2 separate regions of the Mus musculus genome follow, and region 2 is linked to region 1. The links are chromatin contacts, called in public Hi-C maps. All regions are on one chromosome and are shown on one strand. Each heading gives the region's core, a stretch centred on a gene start, on an enhancer-like site or on the middle of the called end of the contact. The rest is flanking DNA. Distances are from core to core; before and after follow the strand shown.

What was found. A called contact is a pair of places that touch in the nucleus more often than the background predicts.
Region 2: a contact with region 1 is called in a Hi-C map of CD8 T cells, with 4 times the contacts expected there. The contact joins the promoter of Wipi2 here to the promoter of Get4 in region 1. A contact is called at or near these places in 2 of 484 Hi-C or Micro-C datasets (CD4 T cells and CD8 T cells).

The regions. Positions count from the first base shown.
Region 1 is chr5:139,248,789-139,254,684 of GRCm38.p6, reverse strand. Get4 (golgi to ER traffic protein 4) reads right to left here and starts at 2,361. Exons shown (of 9, transcript NM_026269.2): 1 at 2,066-2,361. The coding sequence starts at 2,220. It overlaps Sun1 (Sad1 and UNC84 domain containing 1), which reads right to left. Exons shown (of 23, transcript NM_024451.2): 23 at 4,846-5,896.
Region 2 is chr5:142,626,602-142,632,497 of GRCm38.p6, reverse strand. Wipi2 (WD repeat domain, phosphoinositide interacting 2) reads right to left here and starts at 2,914. Exons shown (of 12, transcript NM_178398.4): 1 at 2,666-2,914. The coding sequence starts at 2,739.

The sequences.
Region 1 (5,896 bases), core at 1,112-3,611:
TAAGACACCAGGGTGTACCCTGAGTGCTGCAGAAGTATACACAGTGACTGGCCTGCTACACAGAGTAACCCCTGTAATCCAGGGGTTAGCTCTGTCTAATCCTTTGTTTCTTCACTCAAAAATTGCTTGGGCCAATTGGCTGATCCTATTCAGTGATAGACAGCTCAACTCAGAGGAAAAACCAACCATTCAGCAGGCCTGATGACACAGGCTTGACATCCTAGCTACTTAGGAAGCTCAACCTGTATGATCAAGAATTTAGGTCTGCCTGAGTCAGACCTGAAGGCACACCACCTCAAAATTTTAAGTGGAAAAAAACAAAAGGGAGTGTAGCGTGTGAGATGTCCTGGGCTCTATTCCCAACAGGACAAAACAAAACCAAAAACCAGTTACTTTATCAATCATTATGTAGTTGTTTCTACATGTAAAAATTAACTTTATTTTTTAAAGACAGGGTTTCTCTGCCTTGGCTGTCCTGGACCTCACTTTGTAGAACAGGCTGCCCTCCAACTCACAAGAGATCGGCTTGCCTTTGCCTCTTGAGTGTTGGGATTAAAGGTGTGTGCCACCACACGTGGCTACAGATTTTTATCTAAAGAATACAGCAAGTGCCTTCCCAATATAATTAATATAATTAAGAGTGTTTTAGTTTTTGTTTTTAAAGGCACTAGGGACACTGTGATGAAACTAGATGTCGCCAGACTGGTTTGTATTTATAGTGTCTAGTTTACAGAAAAATTCCCCAACAAGGCTGCCCTTCAGGTAACCTGTGATTAGAGCAAGGGCTAATGTTTCGATAAGCTGACTAAACCCCGCTGCTCCAAATCCAGGGCGCCCAATAGGTAAAGAAAACAGGAAGTCTTTGACACCAAGGACGCCAAGGCTCATCCCACACCTGCCAACCCCCTGGACTGAGCACTTACGGAGGGAAATACTGCAAGGCTGGTCCCTGATGGCTTGCTAACTACTGCGTGTGGCCTTAACCATGCCCCTCCCTCCCATGTCCACCTGGCTACTTGCCAGGCTCAATCTGGGCATGTGGGAAGTGGGAATTGTCCTCAGATGTAAACAAGTATCACTCACGAGCCAGAGGGTTCCCAGAGCACTGATTCTTCAGCCCCCAACAGGGCTTCAAGGCAGTGAGGCCACTGTGTACAGTGTCATCCACTGTCATGGCAGCTTTATCCAGCCCACAGAACACACCGTGCTCAGATCAAGCTAGAGGGAGTGACTGTAGGAGGAGTTCCACAGCACGTGGGCCCTAGGTGACAGTAATGGGTGGATGATAATGTGCAACTGGTACAAGATAACCACTTTCCACTCCTTTTACTGAAGGCCTAAAATTGCCCTAAAACAAAACGTATTTTAAAACGAAAAGTAGGTCTAAGGGGCACAGGGGCCAAACCCACACTACGGACATGGAGCAGAAATGCTGATGTCCTGTAGTCAGGAATAAAGTTCTACGTAGGAATTATCAGCTGGCAGATGCACAGAGGCAGGAATACAGATGGCCACAGGCTGGCCCACGGTGTCAGCATCTGACCACACTTTAGCCGGCTGTGCAATTCCAATCACTGGCCACAGAAGGGAGGACTAGGTGAGACTACTCTGACAACAGGACTCGCCAACCAGCGGAAGCCTTCAGAGAAAGGGAGGCCAGGCGAGGAAGAGGGTGTGATAGAGAAGGAGTGGCGGGAAGAGAGGCCTGTAAGAGGGAGGAGGCCTAAGTGAAGAGGAGAGAGGCTAGTGATAAAACTGAGTCCAGGGAAGGGGAGGCCTGAGAAGAAGTTGGCTGGGGAAGGAGGCCTGGGAAAAGGAAGGAAGGAAGGACGGGGGAAGGGCAGCTCTGAGAGTAAGGCAGGGACTCAGAAAGACGAGGCCGAGAGAGGAGGAGGGGGAACCAGGCAGAGAAGAGGAGGCCCTGCCGAGTAGTACAAGCCCGCCGCCCCCGCTCTGCTCCGCGACAGGCAGCCGCATAAACCAATGAGGGTGCGGGGCGCCGCAGCGCAGCCAATGAGCAACAGCGGAGGTGGGGCCTCGGCGCTAAGCCGCCACCCGCGCCCACCTGAAGAAGAGGGTCCGGTACATCTGGTGCGCCTCGTAGTAGTCGCCCTTCTCGACGCTAGCACGCAGCTTGCCCTCCACGCGCTGGACGCCGCCGCGGTTGCGGGCGCCGTTGCGGGCGCCCTCCTGCTCTGCCATCGCCGCCGCCGCCGCCATGGGCCGGCGTTCCGCGCAGAGCTGACGCTGTCGCAGGCGCGGTCGGCGGCGCCTCCCGGCTTCCGTCCCTGCGGCCGCCGCACTCCTTCTACGGTGGCCGCGAGGAGCCGTGCGAGGGCGGGCGCGCCGCGGGCCGCACGTGATCGAGGCGGAGCCTGCCGGGATCGCGGGAGCCGCGCGAGGACACGCCCCTGAGGGGGGGTCTGAGAAGGACCCTGAGAACACAGGCCAGGAAAAGCCGACGGGGTGGGGCTCTCAGACTATCGCGGGAACTTGTTTGTAGTCTTGCGAGAGTGGGCGGGACCGAGGTCTTGGGCGGGACTACACGCTGAGCTGTCCCCAGCTTAGTGTCATCACTGCACAATGTAATCAGCCACGTAGGCTGCGCAAGTAAACTGAGGCAGAAGACTCAGCGATGAGGCGTCTTATTCGCGCGCCCCCTGAAGTTACCCTTAGCGCATGGATGAACCAGACACATTTTAGAAGCTTTGACCTGTCTCACACCTGCCCGGGGAGTGCCCCTCCAGGTGGCAGTCATCCTTAGTGACATCTGGGACAGGGCAGTATGCTCAGGCTAGAACCTGTAATGTCTCCAAGAAGACCTGGCTGTGGTTGGAGCAGGTGACAGCAGAGAAGGGAGGAAGGTCATGATTAATTGGGGGAGGATGGGAGGTGCTGGCCAGGGTCAGAGTTGTCCTCTGACAGCATCCAAAACTCAGGTTACAAAACCCTACACATATCCTTAAATAATGAGTTTGGATGCTGGAGATGAAGTTCAGGGCGTTCATTTCTGTCAGCTACACACTCTCAGCCTTCCATTTACTCTGGCCCTTGAACTTGTGACTCTCCTGCCTCAACTTACCTACTTTTTATGCCTGCACCCGGGCCAGCTGGACTAGCATTTTCTGCACCACACCCATGTGCAAGCAGAAAGCATGGTAACAGATTAAGGAGTCTGTAAACATGATCTCTTGCTGTGGGGTCCGCTTAAATCCAACCTAAAACCAACATAACTCAAGACACCAGGTCAACGCAGGTAATCAAGCCGCTATTGGTCAGGGCCGCAGAGCAGATGAAGCTGAAGTAAAACCCTGAGGGAATACTGTACAGCCTAAAGGATGAAAATATAGAGAAAGGGGGAGGTGGGTGGGCAGGCTGTAGCACTGTCTAATCATAATCCGTCGTAAGGGGTTGGACAAGGGCGTTCCCACTGTATCAGGATAGGTTGGTTCCTAGGCCTGGAAACATAAACATTAGTTTGACCCTGCCAGCAAGATGAAGTTGTCCTCGAGATGTCTGGACTCAAGACAACTATTTCCTTACAACAGAAGCTGTTCAAAGTAAGCTATTGGGAAGTCCCTAGCTCCCCTAGGGCCTGGGAGCTTGGTTTCTTGATATGATTAAATGGAGCCTGAAAACAAGATGGTAGTACTTAGAATAAATGTCTTTTGCTGGTTCCCAACACTCTGACAGTACCGTGCTCACCCTTCTGTGAAGAGGGATGATGCTCTGTGGGCACTACCACATAAGGAAGGACCACTTGGATACAGCATTCTACCTGATGATCCAGACACCTAGTAACAAAGGGGCAAGTGATTCATGCTGCATGAGTGTCCGACCAGGGGATGACTTGTCTGGATGGGACAGTGTAGTACAGTTTGTCATAAATTCTTTTTGGAACTTTTTCCCCTCCTAGATAGGGCCTATTATATTGCTCTGTTTGAGTGTTCTGCAACTTGCTATGTAGAACAGTCTAGTCTTGAACTTACAGTGGTCCACCTGCCTTTGCCTCCTGAGTGCTGGGATTAAAGGTGAGCACTACCCTCCTGGCTGGAATTCTCTCAAGATGTTTAGCAGGTCCTCAAGAGAGCAAAGCCCTAGTAACAGGCTTCTCTTTAAAACAGAAACAGCTAGGGGCTGGAAAGATGGCTCAGTGGTTAAGAGCACCTACTGCTCTCCCAGAGGTCTTGAGTCCAATTCCCAGCAACCACATGGTGACTCACAACTTTCTGTAATGGGATCTGATGCCCTCTTTTGGTGTGTCTAAAGACAGCTACAGTGTACTCATATACATAAAATTAATCTTTAAAAAGAGAGAGAGAGAAAGAGACAGAGAAACAGCTGCATGGTGTGGGCTCAGCACTCAGGCAGAGGCAAGCAGATTGGACGTCGAGTCCAGCCTGGTCTACAGAGTGAGTTCTAAGATATAAGAGCCAGGGTTAAACAGAGAAACCTTGTCTTAGGGTGAGAGGGAAAAAAAGTAAAGGAAAGCCTATGAACTGAGGATGCTTAAATCAACGTGACACTTCTGTATACATGGTAGGAACCAGAGCTGTTAAAAGGTATGAAAAATGCTCCAAAAATATATTCGGCAGGCTGTAGTAGAAAGGTGCTCTGGCTCTGGAAGCTGAGCTCAGGGCCTTGTGACCACATCCAGACCCAAAGCCTCTGGGCCCACTTCCTTTGAGCCTGACTGGAATGTCTCTGAGCGGATTCCTCTAAGCAGGAAGAGGCTGGCGGAGGCTTGAGTGACAGTGGCAGTGCCTGCAGGACTTAGCAGGAACTCTTCAAGCACACAACCTAGCAATCCCTCCCATTCACATGGGCAGAGATAAGACAAGCCAAGAAAAGAAATACACACTTTTATTAATCACTTGAAATCGCACATGCACTTTTAAAAATTAACTCTTTTATTTAAACATCTCAATAGCATCTTAATTTAGTGGCAGTAGAAGCACTACCAAAGACAAGTGTTTTGAAAAGCATTTACAAAAATACATTGCACAAAGTCCTATCTTGCATCTTTAAAAATAAATATTTGAAATATCTCCACCCCCAATTCCCCAATTTAGTTTAATATAGGAAATTCTGACTTCTGCATGTAACCTTGAGTATGCAAAATGTGTGCATCCCACACAACCTGGCCACACAGGCAGTGGCTCTAACCCTATGGAGTGGGATGTGCTTTGGGCCACTGTCTTAAGGGCTGCTTGCAACATGCGAGAAATCCCAGAACTCTGAGCCCCAGCAGGTGAGCTTTGTATTCTGCCAAGGCTGTCTAACCAATGAAACTTAACAATTCTTTAGGTAAGACATCTAAACACTTTTAAGTGTCCAGATGATGTATCAGTTATAAAGTCTACTCACAAAAGTCTAAATATTAAATATACCCAAATTTGAATCAGTGAGAAGGGCTGATAATGGTGTAGAGGCAAACCCAAGGGCAGCACAGAATGCTGCTGTGATAAAGACCAAGAGTGGCAGCCACTAGCACCACCTTAGTGTTCCCCCTTCAGCAGAGACTCATAGCTCAAGGACAGCAGAGCATCCCTTCTCAAGGTTCCTGTCCATTCTGTGATCTGCCAGGAACGGCCTGGCTGAGACCCAAGAGCACCATTCATGGTGTGCACACCCCACTGCTCTTCTGCAAAGCCCGATCTACTCCCCTGGGGAATCAGAGGAGTCCCAGCTCAAAGCAGACAGTCTATGACATAGCCTCTCCCCACCAGGGAACCTGGAAGGGGTCAGACTGAAGACAGAGCAACAGTTTTCCCTGAAAGAAACGTGGGTTTAGCAGATGGGACTTTGCCTTCTTGACATCCAGAGGATGGCCAATGCAGAGCTCTCAGCCTTTATGTCAGGAGCCTGGAAACCTGCCAGCCTATCTGCTTCTTGA
Region 2 (5,896 bases), core at 1,665-4,164, 3.4 Mb before region 1:
ATGTGTTATACGTTTAAGGTATTTCTGCTCATGCATATCTGTGTGTATGTAGATGGATGTGTCCGCGGAGGTTACAGACTAGGAGATGGGCATCTTCCTTTACTGCACTCCATTCTGTTATCTGAGACAAGGTCTCTTATGAACTTGGAAATAATTACTTTGGATAGACAGGTGAGCCAGAAGGCTCTGAGGATGATCAACCTATAGTGTTCCTACACCTACACAGGCCCCAGAGTTACAGATAGATGGATGCCCTGTCCCCCCATAACCCCAGACCGGCTTTCACATGGCTGCTGAGGAGCCAAACCCAAGTCCTCATGCCCCAGCTCCTTGTTTTCACTGTTGTTTCCCCACCCAACCCCCCCTTTAAACAAGGTCTCTCTATTCAGTCCTGACTATATAGGAATTTGTTATGCAGACCAGGCTGGCCTTGGATTCCGAGATCCTCCTGACTCTGCCTCCCAAGCAATGGGATTAAAGGTGTGTGCCACCACCAGACTCATTCCTCTTTTTAAAAAAAAATCTGGCCGGGCAGTGGTGGCGCATGCCTTTAATCCCAGCACTTAGGAGGCAGAGGCAGGCGGATTTCTGAGTTTGAGGCCAGCCTGGTCTACAAAGTGAGTTCCAGGACAGCCAGGGCTACACAGAGAAACCCTGTCTGGAAAAAACAAAAAAACAAAAAACAAACAAAAAAATTCTGGCTGGGCATGGTGGCACACACCTGCAATTCCATCACTTGGAAGGTGCTAGAGGATCGGGAATTCAAGGCTAGCAGGACATTGGCTTTTGGGGGGCATGGGGGGAGACACAGGGTTCCTCTGTGTAGCCCTGGCTGTCCTGGAACTCCAGAGCTCTGTAGACCAGGCTGGCCTTGGATTCCGAGATCCTCCTGCCTCTGCCTCCCAGTACTGGACTCAAGGTGCCTGTCACCAAGCCTGTGTTCTCGTGTGCTCTAAGTCATGGCACTGCACTGAACTCCCTGCATAGCTCGAACCTACAATTCCTTCCAACGTAGGTTTCTAGATCTCTTTGGCAAGTCAAAAAATGACACAAGTCTTGTTTTTAAATACTAACTTCATAACCTAGTGGGTTCAGGGCTGAGGGAGGGGTGTCTCAAAATAAGTAAGTAATATTAGAATTTCCTAGTGATCCTCAAACCCTGATGGTTCAGAGGCCAAATCACTACTGGTTAGAAATGCTTTCCTCCCACCTGCATGGAGCCTGCTTACTCACTAGGCAAATTGCAACAGGTTGTCCCTGTAGCCTTTGTTGTGCTGGCTTTAGGACACGACACAATTTTTAGCAGCCTGAACGTGTGAGAGGTACACACCTGCCAGTGTGCATACACTTGTGTGGAGGTCAGTTGTTTAGGCCAGGTGTCTCCCTCTTTATTTACCAAAGTAGGGTCTCTTCCCTGAACCCCAGAGCTCACTGACCCTGCTCATCTAACTAGCCAGGGATCTGCTGGGATTATAGACAGCTGCCTAGCTTTTCTATGGGTGCTGGGATCCCAACTCTGGGCCTCAGAGTTGTGTGACAAGTGCTTTATCCACTGAACCAGCTCTCCAGTGCCCAGGTCCACTATTACTTCTGGACTCAGTGTCTTTAGCATTCTGTTCTAATGTAGAAAAGACCCAGTGTGTTACAACGGAAAGAACACCAGGAGAGCAACCTCAGGGGATGAGAACCCAAGCCTGCCCCATCCCACTATTAGCCAACTTTAAGATCCTGACAGACTCTAGCCCTTTCTGAACTTCACAGTCTCATTTGTGGCTGGTCCCAATTTCAGGACAGCACCTCCTTCTTGAGCTCGTCTAAAGGTCCAACTGAGCACCTGTTGCACCTCCCTCCACACAGGTACTTGCCATTCTCCAATCTAACTTTTAAGTGAGGAAAAACAAAAGCCTCAGTCCCTGCCTTGCTAATGCTATTGTGCCAGTAGCGACCAACTACTTAGTGTGATGCCAAGTGACCCATTCCTCCTCCTCTTACATCACTTCCTCTTACTCACTTCCCAAGATGGCTCTTCTCCCTTCCAGTCCCATAACTCATCCATCCTTCATCAGAAACCTCATCTATTACCTACCTTCCAGGTATGCCAACGAGGCAGCCTTGAAGAACCAGATGGGGAACTACAGGAGTTCAGTCCGGTAAAACAGTGGACCGGTACGAAGGTTCTTTTTTACCCCAGGAATAGCCCACCTCACCCCCTTTTGAAGCTCCCAGACCCCTTGAGGATAAAGTCTCAGATCGAAGGCCTGGATTACTACTGCCGTTTGGTCCTTTTTTGGAGGAGACCAAAGTTACTTGCCAGAAAGGTCGGCAGAGAAGAAATAAGCAAACAGAAAAAGAAAAGCCATGAAAAGCGACAGAAGCAGTGAGGATACAGATGTATAGAAAGGGGGAGGCGGGCGATGCCCAGGATGGCCGCAAAACCGAGTCCGGGTGACAGGCGCAAACCGGCGTGCACAGTTCCTTCCTAACTTTGCGAAAGGCCAGGTCTCAGGACAGGTGGATGGGGGCACCCCGAGTTCCATCACCTCCCCCGGCCCAGGAGGCAGCAGCGCTCGAGCGGCCGCGCGGGCTCAGCACGCCCCCCGCCCATACCCCTCAACCTGACCAGCCCTGGTCTCTGCCCCGGCCCCGCGTCCGCGCCCGGCCTTACGTGTTATCCTGGTTGAAGTTGGCGAACAGCAGCTGGCCGGCGCCGGCCTCTCCGCTCTGGCTCGCCAGGTTCATGGCTGCGAGCGCGCGACGGCCTCGGACCCCCCTTGGCGGGAGCGCGCGCAGCTCGACTCGGGCGGCCCGCGGGAGCACGCTACACTCAGGATCGACGTCCGGTCCGGCAGGTCGCCCCGCTCGCCGCCTCTCGCTGCGCGGGGACCAACTGCCGCCTCATCCCGTCCCCACTCTTGTTTATGCTCCAGAGCCGGGACGGGCTGCGCGCTTGCGCGGTCCCGCCCACCCTCGCGTCGCACGGCGGCGTTCCGCGCAGGCCCGCTGCGTAGGCCCCGCCTCTTCGCCGCAGGCATCCGCGGGTGTTTCCGGTCGACTGCGCATGCATAAAGGTGCGCTGGTGGGTGCGCCTGCGCGTGGCGGAGAGTGGGCGGGGGCTTGCTGTCTGAGAACGGCGAGTTACCTCGTTGGTCCTGAGTCGTTGATCATTGTTCTAGGAACTTTGGCGCACCGCGTTGCTCGAAGAGAATGTCGCACGTCCGTTTTGCAGATTTGAAAAGCGAGGCGCAGAACTGCAAACGATTTGCCAAATGTTGGGTCTGAGACTGGAAAGGCGCGTGCGGTCACGGTCCTTGGGACAGGATTCTACTTTAAATGTATTGGTCCGTGCAACAGTCTATGGGAAGCACCTTTCTCTCCTTCCCGCTGCTTCCCTTCTTTCCTTTCTCTTCTTCCCTTCAAGGAGATAGAAATGTTCTGGTGGCGAAGGTCCTGGAGAAGAGAGAGACTTGTTCTGTGCTGTTAGAACTGAACCTCTAGGCAAGAGGCTGGTAGTTCCCAAGAGCAGTGTGCTGTCCTTGAGGACAGTTAAGCGGGGAGCAAAGTCGAACTTTGTTAGTACAGCCAGAGGGGCAAAGATGGCAAAGTTGTTGAGGAAAAGATGGCGCACACTTTCCCACCCTTCCTGTTTCGTGTTTTTGTTTTGTTTGTTGTCTTTGGATCGGGGCTCATCTATCTTAGGCTAGCTTTGGACTCTGTAGCTGAGGTTGACCTTGAATTCCCGGTCTTCCTGCCTTTACCTCTTAAAAGATTATGGAGCTGCACCACCACGCTTGTTTAAAGTAGCCTTTAAAATGGTTTGCTTTAGCCTTTGGAGACCTTGGCTCTTCTGGAACTCACCATCTTAATCTTCAATGCATAGAAATATACTGCCCTCGGCCATCTGCCCTCCGTCCTCTGCCCTCTGGTGCTGGAATTAAATGTGCTACGATTCCCAGCTTTTCTTTTTTTTTTTTTTAATGAATTCTTTAAGAATTTCATGCAAAGCATTTTGATCATATTCAACCTCACCACCACCCAGATCCACTCTTCTTCCCTACCCACCCAACTTTATGTCTTTTTTTTTTTCAGTCTTTCTTTTTTAAACCCACCAATTCCATTTTGTGTTGCCTATATAGTTTTGGATATGGTCTTCCACTGGAAGACCTATCGGAGATCATACATACCCTTGAAGGAAATTGATTCCCCGTTCCCAGCAGCTACCAGTTAACAACAGCTTAGCTAGGTGTGAGGCTTCATGCCCATCTCTCTTATACATACATCTTGCCTGGCTTAGCTTGCACAGGTCTGGTATATTCCACTGTGAGTTCATGTGTGTAGCTGCCCTGCTAGTCCAGAAAACACCATTTCCTTGACAGTATCCAGTGCCTCTGGCTCTTATAGTCTTTCAGACTCTTCTACAGTGGTCCTTGATCACTGGGAGGAGGGGTGTGGTATCTGTGGCTCACTTTTGGCTAGTTGTGGGCCTCTGTGTCAATAACCATCTTCTGCAAATAGAAGCTTTTCTGATGAGAGCTGAGAGATGCATTTCTCTATGGATGTAACAATAAGGGGTCACTTAAATACTATGTCTATTCAGCAGACTAGTGGTGGTAGGGCCTCCCCTAAGGTCTGTGTCCCACCTGCCCACAGGTTCTCGGCCTTGACAATGGTTCTGGATATGGGTTTCATTTTGTGGACCAGGCCTTAAATCCAATTACTATTATTGGCACAAGGAAAGACTTTCTGAACAGGACCCCAGTAACTTAGGCATTAAGACTAACAATTAATAAACGGAATCTCAGGAGACTAACAAACTTCTTTACCACAAGGACATCATCATTTGAGTGAAGAGGAAGCCTTCAGAACTGGTAAACAACGTTTAGAAGCTATACACCTGGCAGAGGGTTACTATCAAGAATATACAAAGACTGAAGAAAAAATATCAGGAAATAACCCAATTTAAAAATGGGGCATGGAGATCCAAGTGCTGGTGCATGGGTTTAATCCCAGCACTCAGAAGGCAGAGGCAGGAGGATCTCTGAGTTAGAGGCCAGCCTGGTCTACAGAGTGAGTTCCAGGACAGCCAGGGCTACACAGAGAAACCTTATCTTGAAAAAAAATCACCCCCCTCCCTAATGGGACATAGACCTGAACATGAAGTCCCTAAAAGATGAAGCAGAACCAGTCAGGAAACATTCTTTTAAAAGTTCAACATCCTTAGCCATCAGGGAAATGCAAATTAAAGCTTTGAGATTTTCCTTTTACCCTCAGTCAGAACTGAGGCTAAGATTTTCCCCCACACGGATGTGGGGGGAAAGGCACATTTACTTGCTGCTGGTGGGAGTTGCCAATGGCACAACCACCGTGAAAATCAGCATGAGGTTTCCTCAAAAAGCTGGAAATAGATCAACTCCATACCTCACCTCTCCCACTCCTGAGCATGCACCCCAGGACCAGCTCTCACTACAGAGATCCCCACTCATCTGTGTCCGATGCTGTTCTATTCCTAATAGACAGGAAGAGAAACTGCCTAGATGCCCATCAGCTAAAGAACGGATAATGAGAATGTGGTGTGTTTACACAATGGATCGTAATCAACTGGTAAGAAAAAGTGAAATGTGGCTCACAGGTCAATGGATGGAGCCAGAAATAATCATTCGAAAGGAAGTCACCCAGACCCCAAAGACAAACACCCCAGGTTTTCTCCCATTTGTGGATGTTAGCTTAGAGTCTCTAGGCGTGTGTATTTCATTTGGAATACCCACAGAAGTTAAGAGATTAGGAAGGGCCCATTGGGTGGGAGCTTTCATGGAAGGGGAGATCAAATGTAGTGGTATAAAGAGGTAAAGGGGAATAACGGAGCAGGAAGGGTTAACTGGGCGGGGGTGGGCATTTGGCA